Regions from separate parts of the Mus musculus genome. Here region 2 is linked to region 1. The links are chromatin contacts, called in public HiChIP or PLAC-seq maps. All regions are on one chromosome and are shown on one strand. The core of a region is the stretch at or near the end of the contact, and the rest is flanking DNA. Distances in the headings are between cores, read along the strand shown.

Evidence for each region. HiChIP or PLAC-seq counts read pairs in DNA pulled down with a chosen protein or histone mark.
Region 2: a contact with region 1 is called in an H3K4me3 HiChIP or PLAC-seq map of embryonic limb bud, with 5 times the contacts expected there. The contact joins the enhancer-like site here to the promoter of Tfap2c in region 1. A contact is called at or near these places in 15 of 39 promoter capture datasets (the 3T3-L1 cell line, the SN4741 cell line, cranial neural crest and 8 more), 4 of 484 Hi-C or Micro-C datasets (differentiating embryonic stem cells, embryonic stem cells, nephron progenitors and 1 more), 15 of 115 datasets of contacts at active chromatin or transcription factors (craniofacial prominence, embryonic basal ganglia, embryonic forebrain and 9 more) and 1 of 9 other capture datasets (embryonic stem cells).

The regions. Positions count from the first base shown.
Region 1 is chr2:172,544,575-172,551,570 of GRCm38.p6, forward strand. It overlaps Tfap2c (transcription factor AP-2, gamma), which reads left to right and starts at 5,019. Exons shown (of 7, transcript NM_009335.2): 1 at 5,019-5,308; 2 at 6,833-6,996. The coding sequence starts at 5,261.
Region 2 is chr2:172,796,759-172,803,524 of GRCm38.p6, forward strand. No RefSeq gene overlaps it. Among named protein-coding and RNA genes, the nearest start is that of 1700055K11Rik, 60 kb to the right of the region's middle. Within about 2 kb of position 5,198, at least 10 of the 459 cell types and tissues checked have an H3K27ac peak or open chromatin away from gene starts, as enhancers often do. A contact at or near this core is called in embryonic limb bud, where this site is marked.

The DNA.
Region 1 (6,996 bases), core at 3,769-6,268:
AAGCGTTAAAAACAAAAAACTCTAAAAAGCCCCTTGTGGAGGCTTTTTGTCTGAGCGTCAATCTCTGTTGTCACCGGTTTTTTTCCCCCCCAGGAGGTAAAAAATTTACATTTCTTTCTCTGGGAGGCTCTGTCATAAAATCTCTTTGTGCCCTTAAGACAGGAGCCTGACCCTGAAAGTGTCAAAAAGGAAGTTCGGTGGAGGTTGATGGCCCTCTTTGTCTGTGTTTCCTTTTATACAGTATTAATTCGAGAGGTGGTTTCAATACCTGCCCGCCCCGACAGAAGCCAGGTAAATTGCAGGGGCACATTGAGGAGTGGCCTCAGTAGTTGTTTTGATTTGCCTGCTGGGCAGTTCCTGCCCCCCACCCCCACCCCCACAGTAGGTGGTCAGCACTGATCTTACACTTAGCCCTGGCTTGCCTGGAACTCTCTGTTACAAGTAGGTTAAATTGACCTTAAACTTTCCATCCTCCTGCCTCAGCTACTAGTGTTGGGGTTGTATCTGTGAGTTACCACATCTGCTTCAGTTTTGAGTTTAGTCTTATTTAGCTGTTTCTGTATTTTATTGTACATTTGGGTCCCCCCCCCCCTTACCTCCTAAACTTGAATACCTGGACTGTTTCTTTACTGACCATTCGCAGAGGGGGTTTTCTGGCATTTAAAGACCCCAGCCTTACCCAGACAAGTCATCACCCCCTTTCCAGTGTAATTTTAGCTAGATCTGGGAAAGTAGAATGTGTCTGCAGTTAGATCAAACTAGAAATGAGGCAGGAAATGTCAATGATTTGGGCCTTGGAAATTAAACTTAAAAAAAAAAAAGATTTCTAGAAATGAGGCAGAAATTTCATGGAAATGTCAATGGTTTGGGCCTTGGAAATTAAACCTTTTTAAAAAAATATTCTTTTTACATCTACAAGTAAACCTGGAAACCCTTAGAGACGACCCTTTCCAAAGGTGGAGTTTTCAAGGGGGTGGGAGGAAGGCCAGGCAAGAGGGAGGAGGCCTGTCCAGGAGTGCCTTCCAATAGCGATAGCTGGCCTCCACGGGAATCTCTCCACCCACCCCTTTTTGCCTTTAAGAAATAAACGCTCCAAGCGACTTTACTGCTCACGCCTCGGCCCTCGGGGAGCTCTCTCTGGCCACTCTTCTGTCTTTAACCCCTGCTCACAGCCGGCTCCAGAGCTAACACCATGAGTTTCCAGTTGCTAAGGGTGAGGAGCTTACAGGCAGAGGAGGGCCACTGGAGGGGACCGCGGGGCTGGACCGGGCGTCCGTCCGTGGGCGCAGGGTCGCTGGCGCGCTGTCCTGCCGCCAATCTCCCCAGCCCTTGGCCACCGTGGGCCTCCTCTGCGCCTGGCGGCGACTAAGATAAGTGACTTAAGGCCGCGGGGCTCATCTGGCCTAGAGGTGTGTGGAAGCCTAGTACCCTAGAAGGCCTCTAGGTATATGGGTCTCCCGCCTGCGCTCGGAGCGCTTAGGTCGCTTGGATATGGGCCCCAGGACGCCCTGGGAAGGTGACAAGCCCGACTCCAAGTGTTCGAGGGTCCCCGGGGGCAGGGTAGGGCAGTCTCAGGATTGTCTCCTTCGGGGTTCTAGAGACTGGGAGAGAGGCCTCAGATTATTGTTTAAAGGAAGCCAATTCAGATTCACCTTTGCTGCCGCCGCAGAGAGAAGGATTTGGCCAGCGCTGAGCACAGGAGTGCGGCCCCCCGGGCAGGCCTTGGACAAAATGGGTCCCGGGGAGCCTGGTAAAGTCAAGGGTTCGAATTTCGTTTTACTTTGCCTGTTTGTAAAGAGTTGCCTAGTAGGAAGACCCAAAGGCTGGGAAACCGCTTCAGGCCCCTGCGGCCCTGAGCTAGACTCACTGAGCTGAGTGGGGCTGAGGTCCCTACATCTATGGGCCTACATTTATTCTGTTAGAAATTTTAAAAAATCGATGGGCATTATTTTGGAGCGCCCGAGGATTGTTATCAACAACACCTCTGCGCTTAGTTCTGGAAGCTCTTTGTGTTTTAAAAGGTATGTCTTTATTGTGCATGTGTTTAGAGTGTGTGCACACGCGCTGTGTGTATGGCCGTGGATAGGTACGCACTGTGTGTATGGCCGTGGATCTGTGGCGGGAGTAGGTTCTCTCTTCCTACCCTGTGTTTTTAAACTTGGCGGCAGGCGCCTCTATCCACGGAGCCATCCCTCCGGCTTTTGCCCAAAGTCCGGTGCTTGCCCATTCTAGGACAGGAGGGTGGGGCGTGGATGGACACCCTCCTCCAGAGATTTGTGGCAGAAACCGGTTTCTAGGGCCCTGCCCAACCCAGGCTGCTAGGTAGTTGACTGTAGTCCTTCATTGTCCCTAGGGGCGCGGAATAGAGTTCCCCACCCCACCCCCGGACGTGGCGCCGCACTTGCGAAGTGCTCGGGGTCCACCTTTTCTTAGGAGCCCTTTCCCTAAGGCCAAAAGAGGAGTCTTGCCGCCTGCACTTCAGTCCAGTTTTATAATAGAAAACTCCAAACTGACTTCTTTGGCCTTGGGTGGTGGCAGGATAGGAGACTGGAGACCCCAAGCCACATTGACAGACGCACCCTCGCGTGTTTCTTTGGAGGTGTCTCACATTTGGGCATTTAGGGTGCCGGTGAGCGCGCGCGCGCACACACACACTCACTCACACACACCTGGGCGGCTCCAGTCTCGTCCCAATGAGAGGGACCGACCTGCGTTGCCAGAGTGTGAGTGACTGCAGGCTCCCTAGGGGGCGGCAGAGCTGAGCCCCTGGCAGCCTTCCTTCCACTCCCATATCTCTGCACGGGGACCTTAGAGCAAGTTCTTAGTCCCGGGGACGGGGGGAATGGGAGGTGGGCAGGACACCTTACCCAGCCCTGGCTGCCAAGGGGTACAACCACACGGGTCAACGTCTTTCCGTGGGCGATGGTAGGAGATTGTTTGGAGCGCGGGAACCATCAGAGAAGCTGAGCTCTCAAGGAAGGCGGAAGCTTCCTGCACCTGGACTCTGTGTCCAGGTCCCGGCCCCCAAGCTGGGTGTGGATGGGACAGGGTCCTCCAGAGTCGAGGAAATCCTGTGTGCAACTGTCCTCTCCATCAAGCGCTGCGCTGTCGCTTTAGAGAGAATGAATAGCCTTGTCTAGCGGTTCCCAAGTCCCCAGACTCGGGGCGCGGGGGGGGGGGGGGGGGGCTGAGGAAAGGCGAATGCAGACCCTTCATGCCCTTCTGTCGTCCTCCCCCCTCCCCACTCGGCCGAAAGCTCCGGTGCAGAAAGCACTCGGTCCCCCTGGGCTTCTTGGATTATCGCTGAGGTGGGAAGAACAGGGAAAGCCTGGGGTAGGGTGAGCCGCACCGCCCCCCCTGGCCAGGAGAGGAGCGGAACCCCGCCAGACCTGTGACAGTTGCCTTCCAGAGAGAGCCTGGGACCTGGCGTTCCCAGTCCTGAGCTTGATGCGGGCAGCACCAGTTCTTTCTGGAGCAGGTGCCCTCTTCTCCCGCTAATTCCAGGGCCTCTGTTTTGGAGGCTCGGTCTGGATTGCCTGCCTTTTTAACTTAGCCGGAAAAGCCCCCTTGATTCCCGCGGTTTCAACTTCCTGGGTCTGTTAGGGTCAACTGGCCAGAAAGCTATTTTGCATGCGGCTATTCTCTAAGACCATGGGGGAACGGTTGGCTTGAACATCTATTTTAATTTTAGTTACTTTACTTCAGGCCTATCTGGGTCTAGGGAAATGCTTACAGACGAGGAGCAGGAAGAGAGCAAATTATTTTAGTCTGTGGATACGGGAGGCACGTTCCCAACAGGTCCTGGCCACTGGGCTGATGGGTATCAAGAATTGTGTAATTGGCTTCGGAATCAATCCGAAATAGTCCCTGCCTCCAATTCCACTGTTTGAAGCCAATCTCCATATACTGTTGGGACGGACTAACAAGATTAGCTCTCGAGAACTGTGGACTTTCTGTTTGGGATGAAAAAAATTAACTATAACAATTAGGCCAATTATTTTCGTTTCGTTGAATTAAAAAATAACACTGAGTATTGCTTTTTGGCTTGGACGGAAAATCTTGGGGTGCAGCAGCATTCTGTGGATAGAAGCTTTGCTTTCTGCCTCCCATGGGACGAGGTGTGCCCATATCTCAGGGCGACCTCCCTGTAGTCCCCCTCCCACTTTACAGCACCTCATTCCACGCGGCCCGTGGCGATGGAGGTTTATTCTGCCTGGAACCTCTTTTCCTGGGCGAGTAGAGGCTTCTGAAGAGCCGCCCGTGACAGCTGCAGAACCGGCGCTCCGCAGGGCTGGGCATCGCAGCAGGGATGGGCCTGGGCGGGGGAGCTCGGGTCTCCTCCAGCCACGGCCCGCAGCCAGATACAGCTTCGGGCTATAGCTGCAGCACGCGGTTGTCCGATTTATTCACAGCAGGTATTACCGTGAGTTTCCTCTTTGGAGCTGGGGGAGCGGACTCCTTCTCGGAATCCTTCCCCTCCCTTCCCTCAGTGGGCAGGTCAGTAAAGTACCCAGGGAGAGGGAAAGGGGGGGGGGGGCACTAGGGAACAGTGGGACTTTAGCTATTTCTCAGCCCAATCCTTAAATGTCTGTCGGAACAGCTGGGGCGAGGTGTCAGGGAACCCCAGGAGTTGAGACACCCTGGAATGGGGCGTCTTCAACTCTCAAGTGACATCCATTTTTTAGGAGGATGAAGGACGGTTCTTGAGGTGGGGAAATCCCAGCTGTCAGCTCTGCCAGTCTAAGGTGTGCAAGGGGGCTGGCAGGCAAAGGAAGCCACGTTTGGGCACCTCAGCTTGGCAGGTCTGCGGTTGTCAGAGACCGCCCACTGATGCCCCTGCGAGCCCCTCGCGACGCCTGGTCCTGCAACACGCTAGGCAGGGTGCGGGGCGGAGCTAGGCAGGGACTGGCTGGGGGCTGCCCCGCCCGGCGCCTGGGCCTCCGCGCGGCGCCGGCCCCCGGGGAGGAGTTATGATAATTTCCTTCCCATTAAGGCGTTCGGGTCCCCCGGCTATCGCCGGGACACACTGTGAGGGTGAGGCTTCTCCGGTCCACGGCTGCGGCCTCTACACACCCACGGCGACCACATCTCTGTGCACAGCCACCGATGCGCGTCCAGTGACTGGGACAGCAAGGCCGGCGCGCGCGGCGGGGGCGGCGGCAGACGCCTGGCCACCGTGACCCCGATTGTGGATTTACCGCTCGGGGGGTGGGGGGAGCCTGGATTTAACTGGCGACTATTTTGGGGGACGCCGGACGCCATGTTGTGGAAAATAACAGATAATGTCAAGTATGAAGAGGATTGCGAGGTGAGCGGGGGCTAGGGAACGTAGCCCCGCCGGCCCGAGCGGGGTCCCAGGGCTGCTGGCCAAGGCTGGGGACGTTTGCGCGGAGCCCTCGCCTTCGGGAGGGATGAGGGCCAGTCTTCGGCCATCTCCTGGGCCCCTTGTTGAATCTGGTCTTGTCTCTCGGGGACAAGGCCTGGCAAGAGCGTGGCAAACCCACCCGCAGAACTCAACTGTGGGTTCCTACGAAGCGCACGGCCCTCCTTTCCATTTTCCCCGAAGAGCGCCCTGTCTCCGGGTCTCAGACGTGGCTTTTTTCCCACGAAGTCTGTCCAGTGTCCACGGAAGCTTCCCTGCCAGCGACACCTTTGAGGAGTCTCCTCCAAGGAAGGCTTGTCACCTGCCCCGCTACCTCCTCGAGAAAGAAAAAAAAAAAAAGAAAGAAAGAAAAGAAAAGTCCAAACAACTGCAACCTGGTTTTCAAGAGAAGTGGGGGTTGGGGACTGTGGGGTGGGGGTGAAGCCAGATGGGGCCTTGAGCGCTCGCGAGTACTCTAGCCTGTCGGACAGGTTGAGCTAGAGTTTCGGAGAGTAGGAGGGAGGGAGGCGGCGAGCGGGAAGAGGAAGAAGATTCAGGCGGCGCGAGGCGAGCACCGGGGAACGTGGGGAGGAGAGGCCGGCGGCCAGGCTGCGGGAGCGCACCGCACCCGCACGACCTCGAGGGGCTGCCCCTGCGTGCATGCCCGGGCGGCTTCCGCTAGGGGGCGACAGTGCCCCGCTCCTGTGTCCCTGCTACCCTTCTGACCCCTGGGACTGATGAAGACACATCTTTTAGGAATTAAGTCTGACCGCCTTGGGGCGAGGGGACGTGCGCAGGCAAAGGTTGCCCAGTTTGGCAGAGTCTTTTCATTCCTTCTCTACACCGGGATGTGTGAGAACCTTGACCATGGCCGGGCTGGAAGACCTCACTTCCTAAGGCGCAGAAGGCACGGGCTTGGCTAGCAAGGATCACAGCTCCGATCCCGCGTGTCGGCTCCCGGTCTCTCCGGACGACATTACTATGAGGCCTTACCTGAGAGTGTCACTTCCGCGGCGCGGCCGCCTCTTAAGGGAGTGAGAGGGGGATGATCCTTGGGGCGGGGAAACGCGCCCTTCGTCGGCGTTGCGCATTATCCGCGCTATTTGCGCGCCGCAGCGACATGGGAGGAGGGTTGTTGAACGAGGGCGCTGTGCGCCGAGGTCGCCGCACGCCGAACCCCTGGGGCACGGGTAACCGGACTGTGGCGCGGAACGCGCTCTTGGCACCTCCAAGCGACGCAGCGCGGGAACCTTCGCCAGAGGGCTCGAAGGATTCGTCCCCTCAGGTCTTAGACCGATAGGCTCACAACGAAGTCCGGGGAGCTCATTGTCCCCGGGGGCTCTCGGGCTCTGGGGCGGATCGAGACGGGTGGTGTGAGCTTGGTGGGGCGCATAGGTGCCCCTCTCCTGGCTTGCTTGTTCGCTGTAGCAGGGTTTCGTACTAACCGGGTCTCTCCTGTTTCTCTCCCAGGATCGCCACGACTCGAGCAGTAATGGCAACCCTCGCATCCCTCACCTCTCCTCTCCGGGACAACATCTCTACAGTCCCGCGCCGCCTCTCTCGCACACCGGGGTTGCAGAGTACCAGCCGCCTCCTTACTTCCCGCCGCCTTACCAGCAGCTGGCATACTCGCA
Region 2 (6,766 bases), core at 3,948-6,447, 250 kb after region 1:
CTCTGTAACTAAACAAACACATAAACAGTGAACTATGTGAAATCTGTGTTTCCCCTCTGGCTGGGTCTTTTTCTTCTCCCACCCTGAGAGTCCTAGGGTCCACAGTTTCAGAGATCTCAGTAATACCAGATTGATAATAGATACCAGTGTTTGTTGTTGTTGTTGTTGTTTAGAATATCTTCATTTCTGTCATACCAGTTACAACCACAGACAGGAAATCAAAAAGCTCGATGAAGGGACCAAGACTCAAACATCTATTGATCACCTCATTTTCTGCCTACCTGTCACCATCTACCGCCTGTCCAGCTATCATTCATCTATCACCTAGCAGCTATCTTGTATACCGTATATTGCCTAGTATCAACACCCTCTAACCTATTGATATACCGTATATCGCCTAGTATCAGCTACCCTCTAACCTATTATGTGTATGCATCCTCTGATCTATCGTCTACCTATGCATCCTCTAGCCTGTCATCTTTCTACCTTTTATCTATCTAGAAAGAGGAAAGAAACTCTACAGAGTGGGAGAAAATGTTTTCTTTACTCCTCCTCCTTTATTTAATTATTTAATTAATTTTTTGAGACAGGATTTCTCTGTGTAGCTCTGGCTGTCCTGGAACTCATTCTGTAGACCAGGCTGGCCTTGAACTCAGAAATCCATCTGCCTCTGCCTCCCAAGTGCTGGGATTAAAGGTTTGTGCCACCACTGCCCGGTCGTATCTGACTTCAGTGGAGAGACTATGAAGGACCCTCGCAGCTAACAACAAAGGGCGATGATGTTTTCATACACAGACAAAGGACTCTGACAGACACTTCTGCAGACACGACTCACAGAGGACAGAGACGAACACGAGGGACATTTGGTGTTCATAGTCATTAAGGACATGCCAATCAAAACCACAGTGAGATCCAAGGCACCTCCACAGGGCAGCTACAAGGCTAAACGTGAAAAGAACAGTGTCGGGAGGCATTGTCAGAGGCCTTGTGTGAGGCTGTTGAGAATACAGAGTGGGCAGCCACTGGTGGATCCGACCAGCGTTAGAACATCACAGACACTTCATCCATTCCAGGCAGATTCTATCAAAACAGAAAACAGGGACTCAAACAGACCCTGTGCCAAGGCTCAAAGCCGTGTTATTCACGAATGCCAAGAGGAAATCCCCGTGTCCATCAACAGCTGAATGAATAAACCAAGTCTGATCTCGTTTCACAATGGAATATTATTCAGCCGTAAAGGAAGTCCTGATTCACAAAGCTGCGACGTGACCGAACCTTGAAACCCAAGGCCTCTTTGTGCTGAATACAGTCGATCAGTTACACAGAGCAAATCCCTCATGCTTCACTCAGAGTCACAGACTGCCATGAGCAGTGGTGGGGGCGGGGTGGGAGCAGGTTCCGTAGGTGCAGTTTCCAGTTGGGATGATGAGACAGTCTTGGAAACGGACAGGGTGATGCTCGCATAATACTGCAGTCAATTAATGTCAGTGAATTAAATGGAAAGTGTGTGTGTGTGTTTGCATGTGTGTGTGTGGTGTGTGCATATGTGTGTGGCATGTGCATGTGAGTCATATGTGCATGGTGTGAGTGTGGATGTGGATGTATGGTATGTGTGTGTGCATACATGCATGTGGTATGTGCATGTGTGTGTGGTTTGTGCATGTGAGTTGTATGTGCATGGTGTGAGTGTATATGTGTGTGAATGTGGATGTGTGGTATGTATGTGTGTGAGTTGTTTGTGTGTGTGTGTGTGTGTGGTGTATGCATGCATGTAAGTTGTATGTGCATGATATGAGTGTATGTGTGTGAGTGAGTGTGTGTGTATGGTGTGTATGTGTATGCGTGTTGTGTGTATGTATGTGCATTGTGTGTATGTGTGTGGTATGTGCTTTGTGTGCATGTGTGTATGGTATGTGCATGTGTGTGTGGTGTGTGCATGTAAGTTGTACGTGTGTGGTGTGAATGTTTATGTGTGTGTGTTGTATGTGCTTGGTGTATGTGTGCATATGTATGTATATGTGTGTGCATATGCATGTGTATTTGGTGTGTGTGCATGTGTGTGTGTTTATATGATCTCTACAAGTCACACTTAAAAATCCAGTTGTCGCAGAATAAAACACCCCAAGAAGCTGAGCTCACACCTGTCACCTCAACACCCAGGATCTCGCTGGAGGACCCCAAGTGTGGAGGCCAGCCTGGGATACATAGGGAAAAGCACAGAGCGCCATCTGGAGAATGTTCCAGTGGGAGCTCTAAGGACTCTCCTTGCCTTTTCTTGCTGGGGAATGGACCTCATGCAACAAGAAGTCACAAAAGCCATCCAGCCTCGGCCCCTGGCATCAGGGCTTCTGTGTTGTCTCTGCGCAGTGAGTGGAAGCTGACTGAGAACACTAAGGAAAAGCTCTGCGCCAAACTCTGTGGAAGAGACACAAAACTCAGGGAAGCAGAAGCAAGTGGACCCGGCTTCCTGCAGTCTTCTCCTGGACCCAGGATCCTCACAGCTCTGACCTCACCATCCAAGGATGAGCCCACCTCAGCTTTGCTTTGTAAAACACAAAAAATAACAGCGTTGTTTACTAAAGAAAAAATAAAAATTGGGCCCGGTGGCACTGCCCTGTCTTCCCAGCTACTTAGGAATCTGAGACGGAGAGGCCTCAAGTTTAGAGTCACCCTAAAGTGGATGCAAGTTCCTGACTAGGAAGAAGAGAGATCATGGAGGCACCTGGATAACTAGGCCTGTCGTCTCAAAGGGGAAAACTTTTACGTGGAAACAAAGTGAGTTTGACCATTGTCATGGATGCCGACAGTCTGCAGACCCGATAATGTCCCCAGAACTGGAGTCCTGGGTTTCCTGGCACTACTTTCTCTCTGCCATGGACTGAGGGGGCAGTCAACCTGGCAACACATCTGTCTCTCTGTGTCCTTGACTTTCAGAATTGCATCTCCTCTATTAAGTTACCCAGCCACCCTGAGCCACAATTGAAGCCTACGGTACCCCCTAAATAGTCATCTTACTAGAAGCAGATAGCCTGTGAGTGGATTTATAGACCTTGAGGGCCATCAGCGTCAAGGTTGGGGAAGCCACCTTGGGCCACTTCATCCTACATGTGATACCCGGTACAGAGCAGCCTTGAGTGCACCAGTGTCTTGAGGTCAACCCGAGAAATAGGGGAAGACTTTGTTTTCAAATTAAACTAAGGTGGAATTTTCTGGAGTAGCTGGAGCAAGGGCAGAAGAAAAGAGTGTTTCTTTGAGCTGCCCCTCAGTGAAAGGGCCTGTTTCCGAGAACATGTTTGTCTAACCTTTACTCACACAGGAATCCAATGGGATTAGCAGCTCCCTGCAACGCTCTCCCGCTGACCTTCGCTGGGCCCAAGCTCATGCGATCATGCTGCGGCTCTAGGCTCTGTTGCTAGCTGCATTCACTTTGCCCTAATGGATTATGCATGCCCGACGAGGGCTCCTTCCACGAACACCAGCATCTGTGTTTGCCTGCATGCATAGCGTCTGCTTCCCCATGGCTGCCAGTTGATCATTCTCTGATATCATTGCATGAGACCATGGTGCCCAGATGCACAAGTTCACATAACTGCCCGTCAGTGTCTTTATTGCATCTCAAGGTTGGGGTCTGAGGAGGTGCCTTAGGAGTATAGCTGGTTCTCTGCCTGCTCGACCCTCCACTATCTCTGGATCGTCCACAGACAGCGGGGAGAGAGGGGATCGTGTATTCAGCCATTGTTGGATTAGCACCTAGCATGTGCAGGGTGCATACAAGAGCTGGAGTTGATAGAAAACAAAGAAAACATAGGAATAGATGTCAAAGGACAGCCATGGGGGAGCCTGGGTTGGGCTGAGGGGCCGAGAAACATCCCAGAACTCCCTTAAGGGAGATCTCACCATATGCTTCATATGGAGGTAGACTGGCCTGGGACCTGGGACAGAAGACTGGTGAGTTTCTGCCCAGTGCCACGCCTGGGTCTGAAACACCTGGTCTTTCTGGGGTTTAGCACAGTTCTTGGGCAGGTCGTGACAGCCCAATCTGACCAGAGAGGCCGAGGCTTGGGGACGGGGACTGTAGCTCAGGCTGCCAGGTAGGACAGAAGAATGACGGGATTCCTCCTGTGTGGCTTCTGTGGTAGGACGTCCCAGCTGCGGCTACTAATAAGGACAGACATGCACACACACACACACACACACACACACACACACACACACACACAGAGCACATAAACACGTACACATTCCCAAGTGAGGTGTAAATTTGAGTAATTGAAAGCTGCTGCGTGGAGCTGGGAAGCTGCAGCTCACAGCCCCTCCAGGCCAGCCTGTGCACTGAGCCGGTCCCTGATGGTGTCCTGACATTTAAAAACTGGACTTCACTCAAAAAATGCAAGAGACTGACTTTATTTGTAGAGCCTAGGTATCTGGTCGCATTCTCTGTGCATTGATATAAGGGTTTTGTTGGAGTCTGTGTGGCGTGTTTGTGTCTGTGTGGCTGTGTATGTGTCTGTCTGTGTGTCCGTCTGTGCTTGTGTGGGTGTATCTGTCTTTCTGTGTATGTGTCTGACTGTGTGCGTATGTGCTTGTGTGTATCTGTATATGTGCCTGTTTGTATGTCTGTGTATGTGCTTGTGTGTGTGTCTGTCTCTGTATCTGTGTATATGTGTGACTGTGTGTCTGTGTATAAGATTGTGTGTGTGTCTGTGTCTGTGTGTATGCCTGTGTATGTATGTCTGTATGCCTGTCTGTGAGTGAAATTCCTTTCCCTGGTTCTCTGAAAACACTTACAGCCTTTGGACCCCTTTCCTACATCTTGGGTTCAGAAGAATCACCCCTTCCCATGCTCCCCATCTGGGTGGCCTCTGCCATTCACTCTCCTCTCTTATGGGCTCAGGAAAGGACTCTGTCACACATACAGTCCCCAGCTCCCTCACATTCGCCAAAGGTGAACTGTGCATTCTGGGGAATTTAGGGGGGTGTTCTAACAATCCCTTTCTCCCCTCCCCCTCCCCCCCTCCCTCTCCCTCCCCTTTTCCCTCTCCCTCCCCCCACCCCCCACCCCCCCCACCCCCGCTTTCCCAGGCTCACTCAACTTTCAGTTCACATGTGTGTGATTTTTATCTCCTCAGGACATCGGGACAACCAAATGCACTTAAGAGTTCAGGGAATTAAAACCAAATGTGCTAGGAGGCCCCTGCCTGCAGAGACTGAGGCCGCTGCAGAGACACAGGGTTCCAGAACTGTCAGCCAGTGGGCAGGACTGGTAAAACTGGAGTGTATCTGCCTGTGGATCACAGAGGTCAAGCTGGAATCTAAGCTCCGTGGAACTCCATAAGTGTTCAGAGACCACAAAAGAGAACCCAAGACCTGTCACTCAGAGTGGCAGAGGAAAGAGCCCAGTCACTAGCCAGCTTCCTGCAGGCTTCCTTCTTGCTGTTTAGGTGGGATTAGGTTTGTTAAAGAGAAATTTCCTTTTACATTTTTATTTATTTTGTGTGTATACATAAAATACACATGCATTTGAGTGCATGCCTTCTCATGCATACACGTGTATGAGTGTGTATGTCTCGTGCATACACATGAAGGTCAGAGGACAACTTGAGGCAGTCAGTTCTTGTCTCTACCAGCTGGGTCTCAGGAACCAACTCAGGTCATCAAAGCTTCTTGTCTTAGTCTCTGTTCTAGTGCTGTGAAGGGACACCATGACAAACTCAACTTACCAAAGAAAGCATTTATTGAGAGTTTTCTTATAGCTTTAGAGGGTGCGTCCAGTATTATCACAGTGTAGAGCCAGGCAGACAGGCAGGCAGGCAGGCAGGCAGACAGACAGGCAGGCAGGCAGTCAGGCAGGCAGGCAGGCAGGCAGGCAGGCAGACGACAGGCAGGCAGACAGACAGACAGGCAGGCAGACAGGCAGGCAGGCAGGCAGACAGGCAGGCAGGCAGGCAGGCAGGCAGGCAGGCAGGCAGACAGACAGACAGACAGACAGGCAGACAGGCAGACAGGCAGACAGGCAGGCAGGCAGGCAGGCAGGTAGACAAGCAGGCAGGCAGGCAGGCAGGCAGGCACACAGGCACACAGGCAGGCACACAGGCAGGCAGGCAGACGACAGACAGGCAGACAGGCAGACAGGCAGACAGGCAGGCACACAGGCAGGCAGATATACAGGCAAGCAGGCAGGCAGGCAGACAGGCAGGCACACAGTCAGACAGGTAGGCGGGCAGACATGGTGCCGGAACAGTAGCTGAGCTCCTACATTCTGATCTCTAGGGCGGGGGAGGGATGAGTTTCTGTTAGCCCACCCCAAGTGACACACCTCCTCTAACTAGGCCACTCCCCATAGTCCTTCCCAAACAGTTCCACTCCCCAGTGACTGAGCATTCAAATATAAAGCCTATGAGCGCGATGCTCATTTATCTACCAGGCCATCTCGTAGGCTCTGGGGAAATTTCTTTAGATGCTGCTGCCCTCAGAAGGTGCTCTGAGTAGTTCTGAAAGGAGGAACGTGGCTGCAAGGCACAGGAAGCTGGGCTCAGAGCAGACGGGGGGGGGGGGGGGAGGCTGCTGAGTGCTTGTCACAATTGGACTTGAACGCCCCCCACCCCCACCCCATAGGCTCATATGTTTCAATTCTTGGTCCCCAGATGGTGATACTACTTTTGGGGGGAGGAAGTGGAGCCTCACTGGAGGAAGAAGGTGGCTGGAGTGACTTTGAAGTTTTATGGCCTCCGTTCTTGTCCCTCTGTTTCGTGGCTACAGATGCGCT